3 separate regions of the Mus musculus genome follow, and regions 1 and 3 are each linked to region 2. A link is a contact called in public promoter capture Hi-C data. All regions are on one chromosome and are shown on one strand. The core of a region is the stretch at or near the end of the contact, and the rest is flanking DNA. Distances in the headings are between cores, read along the strand shown. Region 1 holds the start of H2-Q2 (histocompatibility 2, Q region locus 2). Region 2 holds the start of Msh5 (mutS homolog 5). Region 3 holds the start of H2-Q4 (histocompatibility 2, Q region locus 4).

Evidence for each region. Capture Hi-C pulls out chosen DNA fragments and counts their contacts.
Region 1: a promoter capture Hi-C map of pancreatic islet shows a contact between it and region 2. The contact joins the promoter of H2-Q2 here to the promoter of Msh5 in region 2.
Region 3: a contact with region 2 is called in a promoter capture Hi-C map of adipose tissue. The contact joins the promoter of H2-Q4 here to the promoter of Msh5 in region 2. A contact is called at or near these places in 1 of 115 datasets of contacts at active chromatin or transcription factors (memory CD8 T cells) and 1 of 9 other capture datasets (adipose tissue).

What each region holds. Positions count from the first base shown.
Region 1 is chr17:35,340,979-35,343,678 of GRCm38.p6, forward strand. It overlaps H2-Q2 (histocompatibility 2, Q region locus 2), which reads left to right and starts at 1,329. Exons shown (of 8, transcript NM_010392.3): 1 at 1,329-1,418; 2 at 1,622-1,891; 3 at 2,135-2,410. The coding sequence starts at 1,355.
Region 2 is chr17:35,045,448-35,048,147 of GRCm38.p6, forward strand. Msh5 (mutS homolog 5) reads right to left here and starts at 1,298. Exons shown (of 25, transcript NM_001146215.2): 1 at 1,253-1,298; 2 at 784-940; 3 at 483-606. The coding sequence starts at 927.
Region 3 is chr17:35,378,281-35,380,980 of GRCm38.p6, forward strand. It overlaps H2-Q4 (histocompatibility 2, Q region locus 4), which reads left to right and starts at 1,337. Exons shown (of 6, transcript NM_001143689.1): 1 at 1,337-1,427; 2 at 1,540-1,893; 3 at 2,081-2,356. The coding sequence starts at 1,364.

The DNA.
Region 1 (2,700 bases), core at 79-2,578, 300 kb after region 2:
TTTAAATGCAGTTTATAAAGGTCTAAGGAGCCTCTTTCCTTTCTGCCATTGCCATGCCATCCAGACTGAGGAAGACCTGGAAACTCCGGGGCCACCTGAGCCGAGGCCATGGTTGCATCAGGAAAACACTGCGAGCACCCAGGAGGCCACAGGAATGCTAGAGGCATCACCTCAGGATGAACTTCACAAGTGTCACCCAGGTCACTCAGGGAAAGTTGGTGTGAGGCATGACCACCTGAAGAGGAACCAGAGCTTCTGCCCAACTGTCAACCTGGATAAATTGTGGATGTTGGTCAGCGAGCAGACATGGTTCAATGCAGCTAAAACCAAGCCTGGAGCTGCTCCCATCACTGATGTTGTGTGATCAGGCTACCACACAGTTCTGGGGAAGGGAAAGCTCCTGAAGCAACCCTTCTCCTCCCATGCCCTGACTTTATCAGTCCCTCCCATGGTTATGTCAACAGCATCAACCAACAGGCAAGGGAGAGACAGGTCCTCAGGACTGAGGGGCAGGAATGGAGTTGGAACCCACTGTGTTCCCATTCCTTGCATTCCAACTGTTTTTCCATGGGGCCTCCATCCACAGGACAGGTCCCTGGCTCAGCTCAGGGAGAGGAACTCACATATCCTCCTCCCTCAGCTCTCACTGAGTGACCCTGCACCAGGAGCCTGTGCTGTTTGTATTTTGTTAATTCCACACCAACTGAGACATATATAAGAAGAGGATCCTGAATTGAGAAATTGCATCCATCCAGGACGCTTTTGGGGAAGTGTATAAGGCAATTTAAAAATTATTATTAATGATCAGTATGGAAGGGCTCAGCTCACTGCAGGTTGTCTTAGCAGGTCATCAGGGATTGTATAAGAAAGCAGGCTGAGCAAGCCATGAGCTACAAAGCTATTAGCACTGGTCCTCATCCTCTTCTTCAGTTCCTCCTTTAGAATCCTCTCAAGGTCCTGCCCTGAATCTCTTCAATGATAGACTGTGATGTGGAAGTGTAAACTGAAAGAAACCCTTTCTTTTTCAAGTTGCTTTTGGTCATGGGGTCTTATCACAGCAATGGAAACCCTCACTAAGACACAGGTGCACAAGGGCCTCACTCTGCTCCCTGCAGACTCCACCCTCTCCTGCAGCTCAGCTCCTGCCCCTCCCTTGCCCTGTAGCAGCACCACTTTATAGCTCCTGGGGATCTGATGCCCTCTCTGAACCCTGAGGTAGCAGGAATTATCTGGCAGGTCTCATTTCCATTGGGTGGCAGGATCCTGGGAAACCAACCAGCTCCTCAGCAGCGGGCGCAGGTTATAAAGTCCATGCAGCCAAGGGCCTCAGATGCCCTGTATCCCAGATGGGGCAATGGCGCTGCGAAGGCTGCTCCTGCTGTTGGTGGCCGCCCTGAAACTGACTGAGACACGCGCGGGTGAGTGCGGGGTCGGGAGGGAAACAGCGTCTGCGGAGAGGGGCTGGGGCGGCAACGGGGAAGCCGCGTCCCCACGTCGCCCACCATACCTTCCGCCCCTTCTCCACCTACATCTCGAGCACCGCACCCTGCTGGCCTCCCCGCCCGCGAACCCGGCCGGGGCTCCGGGAGGAGGTCGGAGTCTCACCGCGCGCCGTCCACAGGCTCACACTCGCTGCGGTATTTCACCACCGCCGTGTCCCGGCCTGGCCTCGGGGAGCCCCGGTTCATTATCGTCGGCTACGTGGACGACACGCAGTTCGTGCGCTTCGACAGCGACGCGGAGAATCCGAGGATGGAGCCGCGGGCGCCGTGGATGGAGCAGGAGGGGCCGGAGTATTGGGAGCGGAACACACAGGTCTCCAAGGAAAATGAGCAGAGTTTCCGAGTGAGCCTGGGGACCGCACTGAGCTACTACAACCAGAGCAAGGGAGGTGAGTGACCCCGGGTCGGAGGTCACGACCCCTCCACGTCCCCACACAGGAGCCCAGAGACCTCCCGCATCCCAAGTCCAAGGTTCGGGAGCAGAACCCACCTGGAATCGGTTTCCCTTTCAGTTTGGTTGAGCCCACAGGTGGGCGGGGCCGGACAGGTAGTCTGGGGGCGGGAGCGGGGCGGGTGGTGGCGGCCTGGGCCGGGTGGGGAGGGGGTGGGGAGCTGACCACGGGATCCCGTAGGCTCTCACACTCTCCAGTGGTTGGTTGGCTGTGACCTGGGGCCAGACGGAAGCCTACTCCGAGGGTATGAGCAGTCTGCCTACGATGGCCGCGATTACCTCGCCCTGAATGAGGATCTGATAACGTGGACAGCGGCGGACCTGGCAGCACTGAAGACCCGAAGCAAGTTGGAGCAGGCTGGTCTTGCAGAGAAGCGCAGGGCCTACCTGGAGGTCGATTGCTTGACGTGGCTCCGCAGATACCTGGAGCTCGGGAAGGAGACGCTGCTGCACACAGGTGCAGGGGCCCTCGGGCAGCTCCTCCCTCTGCCCTCGGGCTGGGGCTCAGTCCTGGGGAAGAAGAAACCCTCAGCTGGGGTGATGCCCCTGTCTCAGAGGGGAGAGAGTGACCCTGGGTCTCCTGATCCCTCATCACAGTGACTGCACTGACTCTCCCAGGGCTCAGCCTTCTCCCTGGACAGTGCCCAGGCTGTCTCAGGAGGGAAGGAGAGAATTTCCCTGAGGTAACAACAGCTGCTCCCTTCAGTTCCCCTGTAGCCTTTGTCAGCCATGGCCTCTCCCAGGCCG
Region 2 (2,700 bases), core at 48-2,547:
TCTTCCTGCCACTGTCTGTTCTCCTCAAGAATTTATCATCTTAGCCAGGCATGGTGACACATGCCTTTGACCCCAGCCCTTGGGAGGCAGGGGAATCTCCATGAAATCAAAATCTGCCTGATCTACACAATAGGTTTCAGGATAAACCAGAGCCACATAGTACATAGTGAGACCCTGTCTCAAAAAAAAACCAAAACCAAACTAAAGTTATTTTATGTCTGTAAGGGATGGTCTGCACACTGGGAGCGCAGTGGAGGAGACTTAGTAAAGGCACGGTGGGAAGGAACAAGAGTGTCCTGGAAACTATCACTAAAATCATGGTTTGCCAGGGACAAAATCTGTAGCATTTCACATACAGTAGGTACCTAATAAAGTTGTGTTGAATAAGTAATTCCTAAATCAGGTGACTATAAACTACATGAGGATGTATGAGTGAACACACGTCCCACCCCAGAGGAGAGGAATGCAGGGCTCTGTCGCACCTCTCTGGAGAAGCTTTAGGCTCTCGTGGTCTGGGGCATCTGGCATGAAGTGGATAGTGGAGTCACTAGTGTCATAGTAAGCAATGCCCAGGTATCCCGAGCTCCACAGCACGCACAGATGGATCTGTCCCGCGAGGAAGGAAAGGGGATCGATATCTGAATCCCTCGGAAGGGCATGGATTGGTCATCCCTTATTATTAATCATTTAACCAAATCTCGGAGATAGGCACTCATGGGGAGTTTAGTCAACGTGAAACGGGGTCGGCTCAGCCTCTCCCAGCCCTCCCAACTCCGCGGACACCTCGGCGGGCTCCTCCTCGTCCTCTTCCTCGATACCTCCAGGCCCCGCCATTGGGGGCTGAGGGCTGGGGAAGCTGGCTGAGGGGATTCCGGATCTGGGTCCGGGTCCCGGCGGCGTCCGGCCTGGGGTCGCTCTGAAAGCCATGGGCTCGGCGACTCTGAGGACATGGGAGGGGAAGGAGGTCCAAAAGCAGCATTCAGCAGGCGGCTGGTGCGCGGGCTTTCAGGGGACAGGCGCGGGGGCTGCCCCTTTAGGTTGGGAGCAGCTCCGAGCTACTGTCCCACCCTCATTCCTGTCACTCGAAGCCGTGCTTTGGAAGCTCTGACGGAGCGCGCTGTCACGTCAAGTCTCTCCCGCCACCCACGCCCTTACAGCCGCAGCGCGCTCTCCTGACCCACCCCCACCCCCTCCCCCACCCCCACCCCACTGGAGCCGCCAATTCGCAGCACTTTCCCGCCTTTTCCGTCACCTCAGCCGCGACGATCCACCTCCCTGACCAACCGCCGCAAGCCTGCAGCCTGTAGGCGTGGGCCGCGCGCGCTCGCCCCGCCCCCTTAGTGGCTGAAAGGGTCTGCTTAGCCATCCAACGGGAAGGCGGTGAGGACGCTAGATGTCGATTGGTCCGTTTGCATTGGGGGCGGTGCTAGAGTGTTCAAAATTCCCGCCCTCTGCCGTTGCTAAGCAGCCGTGTCGCAGAGCTTTGATTGATGTTGGGCGGAGCCCGCCCTAAACTAAGGTCCCCGCCTGGAAAAAGGGTCTGGGCCACGGTGGAGAAGGCCAGAGCCCGGAGGCCGACCTTAAAGGGCCAGAGGCAGTCTTCCTCCTTCCTGAAGAGTGGAGAGAAGCAACATTAATTCAACCTGTGCCAACAGCAACAACTCCGTTAATATTTGTACCCACTAAGTTAATATTTATAAAAAACTCAGAACAGTGCCCAGCAAACAAAGTAAGCGCTACATGAGTGTTTTAAATAAATAAGTGGAAGTAAGAACTAACTCCTGTTTCAGACCTACTTTGCCTGTTTCCTGATTGCAGGAGATGATCACCAACCACAGGAGCAACACGGGGCTTGATTATTTTGGAACCCCTGAAGAGGAAGTATAAGTATCTGAAAGACACTAAATTCTGAAAGTAGACCTAATTAGAACACATACAACCATACTACAGTCCTCTCACCCCTAAGGACACAGGGTATCTCTGACTGATGATCCATCTGGATGGGAAAGAAGGAGAAGGAAGGAGTTTCTGAGGGAAAGAAAAAAAACCATACTTTACAAAACAATAAACAAACAAACAAAAACTTCAGTGCTGGCTTAGCAGGTAAAAGTACCTTCAATTTTGTACCCAGATTGTCCTCTGTCCTCCATACCTGTGCTGCTTGTACACACACACTCACACTCACACTCACACACCACATAATTTTTTAAAAACTGTCCTAGCTACACTAAACTAAGATCCTGCCTGAGGTTCAGAAATGGCATGAGGTGACCTGGCTCTGCTGATCAGCGACTGGAAAAATCATCTCCAAAGGGGAGCAGGTCTAAGGGCTGGGTTAATGGTTACTCTTGGCAAATTATTGAGCAATGGAGTTATGGAAACCTGGAAGAGGTTATTGGTGACAGCTCTGGGGAGTGGCAGAGAGGGACACACCTTCCATTCTGGGGTATGAAGAGATTAGGGACTGGTTTACCAAGAAGAGGAAGGGATCAGACCCAGGAAGAGAAGGCAGCAGAAGAAAAGAAGAGCTGGAGAAAGAAGAAGTGGGAGCTCAGAGATAAGATGGCAGTCTACATTTTTTTTTTTTTTAATGCAGTCCTGGCTTCAAATCCAGGAGCACTGCTGGGTGATCCCAGGACAGAGCAGCCTGGAAAATAAAGGCAAGATAACGCATTTGTGTGTGCGTAGCAATTCAGGCAG
Region 3 (2,700 bases), core at 87-2,586, 330 kb after region 2:
TGACTGGAGTTCACACCGGTGGTCACACACATTTGTTGCTCTGTGTGATGAGTGACTCTCTTCAGGAGTCCCCACCCAACTCTGCTCTTCTTTCCACTTCACTTCTGTGGCTATGGTTTGAAAAGATCCACAGAATCATGAAATGGGTAAAATTAATCTTCCCCCACACTACTGATCAGGGATGAAACCTCACATCACCAGTGTGTGCTCTCTGGCATGAGAATCATCTTTCTTCCAGTGTCCACACTGCACAGGCCTGAGAAACTCTGGGGCCAACTCGGTTATCAGAACCAGTGTCCCACACAGCTGTGACATTCATGTCCCTCACCTCATCAGTTCAAAAGTGTGAGTGAAGGTCAGGGAGGGAGGGAGAGGGTCAGAAATTACATAGCTTCTACCGTACTATCATCATTATTCTGTGTTATAGTTGGTGACAGTTCCTCTCCTACTGTTATTGAGTCACTAAAGCAACTGCACCATGGAAGTACAGTCACAGAGAAGTGAAGTGGAGACAGGGATCAGTGCCCTGCTGTCTGTGGTCTGCACAGGGGTCTCTCTTCAGTGGACAAGGGGGTCTCCTGTGCTGAGACAATGTCCCAGGTCCACAGAGACAAACTCAGAAGGAAGATCTTTGTTTTTAAAAAAACAAAAAAGAAACAAACAAAAAACCTGCAGCCACAGACTTCATCTAGGAAGTGACACAAGGAATCTGTGTCCCAGCACAGGGCTGAGAAGACAGATCCTGAGGGAAAAGACGAAGTATCCTCTTTATAGAAGAGAGTCCTGCACTCAGGCTTGGCAGTGTGAGCCGCCCACTGCAGGTGAACAGAGCCTGGTCTCTGTGGTGTTCTAATGGGGCTTGCAGGCCAGCGCCTCTGCTTTAAGGAGAAGCCTCTCTCCACTGCATCCCCAAGCGCTTGTGTTGCCATTGTATTCCTGGAAGTGGCTTTTCTTCTGGAAGGCTCCAGGGTCTGACTTCTGAAGAGAAGAAGGAAGAGGAAGGGTGGAGGGAAGATACAGAGAGTCTGGCCTGCAGGTCTCTTCTCTCCTGGTGTCCTGACAGCTTCTGGGTCAGAACTCGGAGACACCAAGACAAACAGCTCTCTGTCCACAGCACAGGGTTCAGGCAAAGTCTTAGTCTCCAGGCAGTGAGATCAGGGGTGGGGATTTCCCATCTCCCCAGTTTCACTTCTGCTCCTAACTTGGGTCAGGTCCTTCTGCCCGGACACTGATGACTTACTGGCAGTTCTCACCCCCATTGGGTGACGTGATCACCGGGAACCAATCATCGTCGCCGCGGGAGCAGGTTATAAAGTCCACACAGCCCGCCAGAGTCAGATGCCCAGAATCCCAGAGGGGAGCAATGGCGTCAACAATGCTGCTTCTGCTGGTGGCAGTCGCCCAGACCCTGATCGAGATCCGCGCGGGTGAGTACCGGGTCCGGAGGGAAATGGCCTCTGAGGAAAGGGGAGGGGGCGGCACGGGGGAAGCCGCGTCCCGGCGTCGCCCACCTGACCCTCCGCCCCTTCTCCACCCTAGCCCCGCGCCCTGCTCCCCTCCCGGCCCGCTCACCCGCCGGGGGTCCCGGAAGGAGTTCGGGGTCTCACCGCGCCCTGCCTCCAGGCCCACACTTGCTGAGTTATTTCTACACCTCCGTGTCCCGGCCGGGCCTTGGGGAGCCCCGGTTCATCTCTGTCGGTTACGTGGACAACACGGAGTTCGTGCGCTTCGACAGCGACGCGGAGAATCCGAGATATGAGCCGCGGGCACCGTGGATGGAGCAGGAGGGGCCGGAGTATTGGGAGCGGGAAACACAGAAAGCCAAGGGCAATGAGCAGATTTTCCGAGTGAACCTGAGGACCCTGCTCAGCTACTACAACCAGAGCGCGGGCGGTGAGTGACCCCGGATCGGAGGTCACGACCCCTCCACGTCCCAAAACAGGGGCCCGAGACGTCCCGGGCCCCAAGTTCGAGGTTCTGAGCAGAACGGACGCGGGACTGGTTTCCCTTTCAGTTTGGAGGAGTCCGCGGGTGGGCGGGGCCGGGGCGTGTGGGCGGGGCTGACCGCGGGGTCCCGCAGGCTCTCACACTATTCAGGTGATCTCTGGCTGTGAAGTGGGGTCCGACGGGCGCCTCCTCCGCGGGTACCAGCAGTTCGCCTACGACGGCCGCGATTACATCGCCCTGAACGAAGACCTGAAAACGTGGACGGCGGCGGACATGGCGGCACAGATCACCCGACGCAAGTGGGAGCAGGCTGGTGCTACAGAGAAAAGCAAGGCCTACCTGGAGGGCGCGTGCGTGCAGTCCCTCCGCAGATACCTGGAGCTCGGGAAGGAGACGCTGCTGCGCACAGGTGCAGGGGCCGCGGGCAGCTCCTCCCTCTGCCCTCGGGCTGGGGCTCAGTCCTGGGGAAGAAGAAACCCTCAGCTGGGGTGATGCCCCTGTCTCAGAGGGGAGAGAGTGACCCTGGGTCTCCTGATCCCTCATCACAGTGACTGCACTGACTCTCCCAGGGCTCAGCCTTCTCCCTGGACAGTGCCCAGGCTGTCTCAGGAGGGAAGGAGAGAATTTCCCTGAGGTAACAACAGCTGCTCCCTTCAGTTCCCCTGTAGCCTCTGTCAGCCATGGCCTCTCCCAGGCCGGGTTCTCAGCCCACTGTCTGTAGACACTGACTCCTGTCCTGCTGAGTGTGTCAGC